Regions from separate parts of the Danio rerio genome. Here region 1 is linked to region 2. The links are chromatin contacts, called in public HiChIP or PLAC-seq maps. All regions are on one chromosome and are shown on one strand. The core of a region is the stretch at or near the end of the contact, and the rest is flanking DNA. Distances in the headings are between cores, read along the strand shown.

Evidence for each region. HiChIP or PLAC-seq counts read pairs in DNA pulled down with a chosen protein or histone mark.
Region 1: an H3K4me3 HiChIP or PLAC-seq map of embryo shows a contact between it and region 2, with 2.4 times the contacts expected there. The contact joins the promoter of spmip7 here to the promoter of ttl in region 2. A contact is called at or near these places in 1 of 18 Hi-C or Micro-C datasets (hematopoietic stem cells) and 1 of 4 datasets of contacts at active chromatin or transcription factors (embryo).

The regions. Positions count from the first base shown.
Region 1 is chr13:18,046,023-18,051,333 of GRCz12tu, reverse strand. spmip7 (sperm microtubule inner protein 7) reads left to right here and starts at 2,673. Exons shown (of 8, transcript XR_012388728.1): 1 at 2,673-4,245; 2 at 4,372-4,430.
Region 2 is chr13:17,907,856-17,912,391 of GRCz12tu, reverse strand. It overlaps ttl (tubulin tyrosine ligase), which reads left to right and starts at 2,905. Exons shown (of 5, transcript NM_001076625.1): 1 at 2,905-3,527. The coding sequence starts at 3,359.

The sequences.
Region 1 (5,311 bases), core at 1,424-3,923, 140 kb before region 2:
TGTTGTTGGAGAAGTTGATGTAGCTGGAGAAGTTGTTGTTGGAGAAGTTGATGTACCTGGAGAAGTTGTTGTTGTTGGAGAAGTTGATGTAGCTGGAGAAGTTGATGTAGCTGGAGTAGCAGTAGTAGTGTATTCTTTAAATCGAAGATGACTGTAGTGAGAAAACCCTGGCTCTTTATAGTGGTTAGGAATGGCCTAATTGGTGGATCAAGCATGCTAATGCAGAACCAGCCGTGTTCAATCATAATCACGTGCTCCTCTCGAAATTAGTTTATGAATAAACTTCACATTGTAAAGTATGAGATTAATATATATATATATATATATATATATATATATATATATATATATATATATATATATATATATATATATATATATATATATATATATATATATATACCTACAATAATTACCACATAAAACAATAAAGTTGTCATTTAAAATAAATACTGTAGCATTGTTAAAGGGCACCTATTTTACCACTTTTTGATAATTTAAGATAAGATTTAAAGTAAAGTTTCAGCTCAAAATACAAATCAGAATATGTATACCTTTTAACATATGAGAATTTTGAGGTCTGAGGACGCTGAATCTCCCTCTATTGCTCTGATGGATGTTTCCTTTTCCTGCTTCGTCTCATGTTAGATAAACAGCACAGTGACAGACATGTAGGAAGCTGATCTCCCATTCATGGGAAATTCTACAGTAAGAATTTTTCCAATGATTTTTTGATGTACTTGTTGTGCTGTTTCTTTAAGCCTTTCTACAACGATGAGTCACACACAATGTCATTACAAAGCAGCTGCGCACACACACACATTTTATTTTGCACTGTTTTTGCAGGCAAATGTGACAGGATACACATTAATATACACTGCTATATAGACATCCATTATGTTAATGTACAAAATAAACCTAATTTAACATCCATAAACCAGGATTGAAGTGTCTTCTTTTATAATTGTACTGACGTGACTGTGGTGATTATTAAATAGCAATTTTACATAGTCTTTTCTTTATTGCAAACATGCACTTTTTTAAAAAGGTTTTAAACGTGCAAAACTTTTTCTTGATGTGCAGCTGATCTCAGAGAGTTCTTTTAATCCCAGTTAGCAAGTCCTGTCTTGTGAATATGGTTATACATGTTACTATGAAGACATGTTAATATGTGGCTGTCAATCAATTTGGTGGGCGGGAAAAACACCACTCCTTTATTAGATTTGGATACTATTTTAACATTAAGTAAAAATGTAAGGAAGTAAAGGAAGTAAAAAAAAGAGAGACTTATGGTGTTTATCATTCATTCATTCATTGTTTTTGGCTTAGTCCCTTTATTAATCAGTGGTCGCCACAGTGGAATGAACAGCCAACTTATCCAGCATATGTTTTACGCAGCGGATACCCTTACAGCCGCAACCCAACACCCATACACTACTGCATTCACACACATACATTACAGCTTTAAGTCCATTAAGTAATACATTATTATTTGCAACTTTGTTAATGAATGCTACAGCAAACTGTTACTTTCACTTATGAGATGAAACAATGGAGTATAAGTTACAAATGCAACTACTGAGGTCAAACAGGCAAGGGGTCAAAACTGGTGCAAACAACAATGTCAAGGATAATTCACAAAAAGTAATAAAAAAATCCAGGCAGAAGTCGAGGCAGGGAGCAAACAATCAAAAAAACAAGACACAGTCCAAGATCAAAAACACAACAGGGCAAAAACACAGGAACGTGGAAACACTCATTAATGCACATAACAGCAACACAAACAATGGTCAAATACACGACTTGACTAGACAGAGAAACAAGACTGGTGCCCACCCTTTTGGTGATTCAGGAGAATCTGGCACCTACTCCAGGGACTCAGGAAGGGAATTTGTAACCTTCTATTTGGGGAATTCAGGATGATCTAGCACCCGCCATTTGGATAGTTCATAAGGATTTAGCGGTTCTGGCAGTGGCGAAAGCTCTGGAATTGGTGGTGGCAACTCTGGGAGTAATAGCTCTGGTGGTGGTAGCAGCTTTGGCAATTCAGGTGATAGTGCCCATTCTGTTGGCTTCCCCTCCTTCCGCAAACCAGCACTGTTCTGGTAAACATCCATTCATTTTCTCGTTCACACACACACTTATACACTAAAGCAAATTTAGATCATTGATTCACCTATACCTTATGTCTTTGGGGGAAACCGCATCTTGAGGTAACCCATGCGAGTAAGGGGAGAACATGCAAACTCCACACAGAAATGCCAAATGGCCCAGCCTGGACTCGAACCAGTAAACTTCTTGCTGTGAAACAACAGTGCTAACTGTATTTCCTATATATTTTTTTCTTCTGGAAAAGGTCTACTTTTTTGTTTGGCTGGAATAAAGTCATTAAATAAAGATTTAAAGGCAATATTTTTAGCCACATTAACATTTTTCCCCTGATTTGCTACAGGACAAACCACTGTTGTCCAATGATTGCCTAATTACCTGAGCTTACCCAATTAATTCAATTAGCCTAGAAATACCTCAACAGATTAATTATAATTATCAAGTACTTTAAAATAATATAGTTCATATAGGTAAAAAAATTGCATTTTAATTTCAGTTTTTTTTTTTTTTTTTTGGAGTCCTAATCTCTAGCCTCACAGTGCTTTGGTCCACTGACTGCTTCCCCTTTACCACAGCTACACCACAAGCCTAGTGGGAGAGAACAGAATTTCATCGGTAGTTGTGGAACTCCAGTAATAGGCTGTCAAGGCAATTTAGTGACTTTATACCTAGTATGAACTGATTATTTTATTTTCAACTCTGGGAATAATGAGTCAACCTAAGATTTTTTTCACAAACGATTTTGAGTGTATTTTTTTCACAAGTTTGTATTATATTAGTAATTATAAAAATACCTATCTTGTTTAATCTCACAGCTCATTAGACAACTTGTAGGCTAAGTATAGGCTACCTACTCTAAAAATGTTGAGTTGTTTAAAAAAATACAAATCCAACATCTTGGTTTATCACTTCCATTTATAACCCAGTTAACCCAATGGTGTGGTCTGTATATTTTCTCAAACCAACCACCATTTTATCATTTGACCAGTGTTAAATAGACACACCATACACACACCATTTCACTTTACATGACCAATTTGTATTTCATCCTATAATAAAAGTGCAGCTTCAAAATCGCAACTGCACAGAAATATTAAGATATGAAACAACTACATTTAAGATCCCTTTAATCATTACAGGTTTTTATAAATTGTGTTTTATTGGCTTTAAGAACCACCATCATTTTGAAGGATGTTATCATTGCCCAAATGATTTGATCTAGGTCTCCACCTAGTGACCATCAAATTACATTACAGGCAGATCTCTTTGATATCTACTGTCTACAGTAGGCACATTCCAATCATTTCAAGGCGTACTACTTAAATAACCAATCACCATTTGTATAACTAATTCACATTTTGCAAACTCTAATTCAACTCAGTGCCTTTTAGCTTCACTGTGAGCCTTTTGAGACTCAGCGTGTCAATTTACAGACGTGTGGCAGTAATTTGACCTCCTGCTGACTGCAGTGACACAGGAGGCAATCTAATGACAAACTAATGACACAGTCTCCTGGCAACAGCGGACGCTGATGATTACACCTGTGGCTGCCATCTGCATAAAACCACATACCCAGCCACGTCTACAAGAGAGATGGGGTATTTATGAAAATATATTCTATTCATTTCTTAATTGTTTGCTTTTATGAATCATTAATGGGCGAGAAAGGAGAAACTTATCGTGTAAGACTTCTCAAGGCTCCTTGTGGGAATTCAAAAGAAGTGAGCAGGTGGCTGTGCAGACGCATGAATCTGCCCTGTGAGAAAGGTCCAGAGGGAAGGTATGACTTTGAAAGCATGGCGGAGACAGACAGACGTGCATTCTCCAAATTCAATCCTGCAGCCAAGCAACCAGCTGAAAATGCGGCTCTGGCCCCTCTGCGTGATGGTGTGTCTCTAATAGATCATTGCTCTGGTCAACTGAGTACAGGGGCACAGGTGCATCTGGAGGTAACCAGCAGAACTCCATTCGTCAATAGGGTTTATCCTACGTCTGATCTGTGGGTTCCGGCAGGTGCACGAGACAGGCCTCAAACTCCACCAACCCGACCTTCAGCTTTGATATATGACAATTCTGAACACAAGAGGTGGAACTCGAGGATGAGACCAGAGGCAGCACTGAAAGCAAAACTTGAAGGTATTGTAATCACAACCTTTTTTGTTCTACAGGTTAGGACTGACTGCAGCAGAGTGTTACAAAAAGCAATTTAAAATATCTGACTCTTACATATTTATCATCACATTCCATCTGCTCTTTCATCAGGTTGGACAAATGCACAGAGCATTAAACAACCCTCTCAGGACAGCCATGAAATAAATGCGGTCAGTCATAGCTATGCTCAATTATTCATCCCTGCTACTGTAGCAATACTCTTGTATGCTGTTTGTTCTGAAGCTTTATCACTTTTACAGTTCTGAACATTAACTATTTATGTGAAATGTGCCTTAAAGGAACGGTTTAATCAAACATTCTATCATCATTTACTTGCCCCATATTGATCCAAACCCATTATGACCTTTTGATGGAGACATTATGGAGAATTATATTTGAAAAAGTAAAAAACTTACAATTACAATCTTTTAAAATTACACAAAAATAACTGTGATTGGCTGGGCCATTCTAGCAGCTTTATTTTGTTTTCTGAAAAAAAAAAGTTTTCTCTGTGTTTTGGGATCATTGGCTTTATTCAAAAGTGCCACCTATACCCTCAAATAGTAAATGAATTTGAAGGGCTGTTCTGTGCTCCCAGTACACTATTTGAGGGAGCAGCCATTTTTAGAGATGTCCAAAATTATAGTGGACCTTATGTAGTGCACTGAATCAATTCCACATTGAACAGCAATAATGAGTCCACAACACATGTACACTCAACAGCTAGAGAATATTATGTACTGTGAGAGCTGAAATAATTTACCTGTCTGACCACACGATGGCATCTAACATCCAATACTATATTATTGGTGTAAGTTTTATATTAACATATATTTTTTGAGGGGCGGCACTTTCATCCCACAGCAAGAAGGACACTGATTTGAGTCCCGGCTGGATCAGTTGGCATTTCTGTGTGGAGTTTGCATGCTCTCCCCGTGTTCATGTGGGTTTCTTCTGGGGGTCTGGTTTCCCCCATAGTCTAAAGACGTGGTATAAGTAAATTAAACTGGCTGTAGTGTATGTGTGTGAATGAGTATGTGAATGAATGTTT
Region 2 (4,536 bases), core at 1,656-4,155:
GTCCATTGTAAAATCAGAAGTTGCTAGTAATTTAGATCCTCTACAGTTCACCTACAGGTATGGCAGAGGTACTGAAGATGCAGTTAATAGTATTTCGCACTTAATTCTTAAGCACTTAGACAATCCTAAAGCTTATGCTCGACTGCTTTTTATTGATTTTAGTTCCGCTTTTAATACGATCCAACCACATTTATTAATTGAAAAGATGGAACAGCTGAATATAAACCCATTCATATGCAAATGGTATTTCTCATTTTTAACAAACAGAACTCAGGTTGTTAAGGTTAAAAACATCTGTTCAGAGGAAAAGAACAGTAGTACTGGGGTTTCACAAGGCTGTGTCAGTTCGCCTATTCTTTTTACACTTTTTACAAATGAATGTATAAGTAAGCATTCACAGAATTTTATTTTTTAAATACTCTGATGACACAGCCATTTTAAGTTTACGATATGAGAAGGATGATATTGGGGTTATCTATCAGTCAGAAATTAGTCAATTCATTGATTGGTGTGATAGAAATAAGCTAAAAATAAATACTAAGAAAACAGAAGAGATGGTATTTGACCCTAAGTGCATAGGTGACCATCGTCAAGTGGTTGTAGCTACATGATGATCCTATTACTCAGTCAGATACCTATAAGTACTTGGGCATTCATATCGACAGTTCTTTCACATGGAAAACACATATTGATTGGATTTGTTCTCGTTTACATCAGAGATTGTATTTTTTACGGAGGTTGCGTCTTTTTGGAGTCAACAAGAAGTTCATGATGCTGTTTTATAAAGCAGTTCTTGAAAGCATTGTCAGGTATGGCATTACAGTGTGGTTTGGCAACCTATCTGTTCAGTGTAAATCTAAACTGATGCATCTCTTAAAGACAGCATGGAAAATTGTCAGGCACAACGAATATTTTAATCCTCAAGTTTTATATGAGAACTGTGTCCTCAATCAGGTGGATAGGATTGTAAAGGATCCAACTCATTTTTTGTTTCCCCAGTACGAACTGCTTCCCTCTGGTAGAAGATATAGAGTCCCAAAGTGTAGGTTAAACCGTTATAAGAAATCCTTTGTACCTGTGTCAGTGGGCTTACTTAATAAGAGTATATCTTAATTAGCACCATAAATGTTGTAATTGTTGTATTTTCTATTGTTTTTATTGCTTGTTTTAGTGAGTGTCTGCAGCAATATGGCGATGCCCAAAACAAATCTCCTGTCAAGGACAATAAAGTTTTACTACTACTACTACTACTACATGAGTTTTACAGAGAAGTAAAGCATCAAAATAAGCACATACAAGAGAAAAAACGACAAATAATATAAAATCATGTACAATCAAGGACAATAAGTAAACAGTTCTAATAGCTTTAAGATTTTTAGCTCTAATGTACTGTTGAAGTTCCTTTTCAAAAACAATAAAACAATGTACATTGAGAGAATTTACAGCGATGTATATGGCATTTTGCAAGAATTAAAATTAGATTAATAATAAAATATTCCTTACTTTTATCATCAGTGGTATTGACCCAACAGGATACCCTTAAAAGAAAACAAGAATCCCGGTAGTACATTGCGATGAATAACCAAAGAAATTTAATCCAAAAGCATTGTATTTAAGGGCAATGCAAAAAAATTGATCAACAGTTTCACTGGGAATATTTCAGATATTAAAGACTTGAATCTTTTCAAGAATGTCTTAGCTAGGTAAAATCTGTGTAACAGTTTTGATGAAATTTCTCAAATTTTGTTAGTTATTATATATTTTACAGACAAATACCAAACTTTTTCCCATTGAATCTGGTCATATATTTGCATCAAAAAAAAAAAAAAAAAACGTCACATTGTTACAATTTTTTTTTGAAAGACAGACCTGATTTTGTAATTACGTGAGGAAAGTTGTGATAAAAGCATTTTTTCCCACTGAGGTTTCCAAGGGGTGCAATGGCACAGTCAAAACACTGGAAGCTCCACCATAACCTCTAAAAAGCATTAAAACACTTTTAAGAATTGCATCCTCTACAATGGAAAATTATTTTGGAGTTACTGGGAAAACAAACTTGCATAAAAACTCTTTATAATTTAAGAGAAGACCTTCTTAATTAAATAACTCTTAATAAAGAGTTCTTCTTAATAAAATCAGTAGAAAAGAGAGACCTTCCAGTTTTGAAAAAAGTAATTGTGGAGAAAATTTCAAGTTGAGTTTGGTTTAATTATAAATTGCCTAAGCCAGTTAACTGTGAAAGAAAAGTTTAATAATGAAAAATGAAGAAAATGTAACCCTCTATTGGCCTATTAATACTTGTTCATAACTACAGATTTCTTTTCATAATGGATTTTATTCTTCCAGTCAAAATTAATCATAGCCTATTTTTATCCATACTTTTACAAACTTTATTATCTGCATATAAAGAAAGTGCAGGTAAAGTAAGCCAAGCTATACCCTCCGCTTTAATAAGCAACCTGTCTCTTAAAGAAGTCTCTCTACAGCCATAGCTGAAATATTCTCTGTGTCTTAATAATATCAGGATCAAAGTTTAGAAAATATTTCCTTCCTTGGTTTTTAGTAATCACAATGCCTAACATACTTCAGACTAACTGGGATATTGCATACAGTGGGAGCCGCACACTCTTTAATTGACGTTCACATTTGGTGAAGTTTAACTTAAGAGAAAAAACTAATTCTAAAACTATGGGCATTTAGAAAGCATTTTTTAATAAGCATTAAAAGATCAAACATATACCTTGTATAAATACTACAACCTTTCTGTTAAATAGCAACACAGCAGACACTACATTACCCATAAGTCTTTGGGCGTGCGGCGTGCGTGTGCTACGTTAAAACTCCCAGCGGTACGTCACATCATGAGCGTGCTGGGATAAAGAGGCTTCAACTGGGATTTAAATTGATGTCCTGTCTGGACGAACGCACAAGAGGCTAGGGTTAAACTATATAGTTATATAGTCAACCACTATTCTTACGCTCTGCACAGAGCTGGCTTGTTCCCGGACTGTGTTTTATAACATCTGCAGTTCAGAGATATTCACTAGCGGAGAGAACGCTAGCGTAGACTGTTAGCCGCGAGAATTTACTAGACAAAATCCTTCAAGAGTCACACCCTAAATTTCAGTTTCCTCGCATCGGCCACGCGATCGACTGCGGGTTCAGATGGTCCACCCTGTCTGGACGACAGTCGTACTATGTACATACTGTACTTGTTAGAGCAATACAACTAAGAAGCGTCAGGGGAATCATGTATGTCCACTTTCAGTCTACTTTGTTGGGAGACAGATAACGTTAGTCTGCTAGCTGTGTGTGTTCTTCATCATTACGCTGCGCTCTTGTCTGAAGACTGGGAATCATGAATTCACCAATATACACGTTTGTTTTGAGAGATGACACCAGTACTGTGTATGCTGAGGTCGCCAAGATTCTTACTTCAACTGGAAAATGGAAACGACTCAAGAAAGACAACCCTCGCTTTAATTTAATGCTGGGAGAGAGAAATCGGCTGCCTTTTGGACGGCTGGGTAAATCATTTCAACAAATGCATTGCTAAATCAAAATTTAACACTGATGTAATTGATTTAAATGTTGTTATTGTAGTGTATAATGAAAGTTAGTAGTCTCAGCAGGTTCTTGCAATGTATCTAAGCTATGATAGTTTTCATTAGACCATGCTATTTAAAAACAAAAAAAAACATAAAAGGTACAAAGTGTTTAATTTATGATTATACTCAATGAAGCAATGGTGTGCTGTGTGTCCTGCAGCAATAACCTGATAACAAAGTTTCAACTCTTTAATGCATCTATGTGGATTTTAAACTTTTAAAGTATGATAATCTTAAACCAGTTTTTGAATAATTTAGTCTCTTTATGTAATGAGATGTCTATTTGATGTTTACTACACAGAAACTATTTAATTTAAAATCAATATTTAATTTGGAACAATTCACATTTTTGTAATTTTCATATGCTAATAATTAGTGCTGCGATATTCTGTCATTACTTCAGTTTTCAGTGTCACATGATATTGTGATCACTCAGAAATCATATACTCGTTTTGTGCTGAAGGAACATTTCTTTCTATTTTTCATTTAGAAAACATTTTACTACCTGAGTGTTAAAATTATAAAAAATCTTTTATCAATAATAAAAAAATATGTCAGAAAATATTACGCAGCAGAAATGGTTTCAGCATTGATTGCAGTAAGAATTATTAATATTATTAAAACTTATTCAAAGTCAGTCTACAATTTATTATTAATGTAAATAATATTTCAATTAACAATTTAGCATCAATTTCGAAAGGATCATGTGACAACAAGATAGGTGGTAAAAATTAGTTTGCAATCACTGGATAAAACAATACTTTTTATTATATTCAAATATAAAATGTCACTTAAATATTTAATCATACTATTTTATTTGATCTTTTTTATCAAATAAATGCAGCACTTGTTAGCTTACAAGACTTTCAGAAATAAAAATATTTCATATAGAAGCTGTTTTTGAATGTCAAAAGTACTTTTTGCTGCA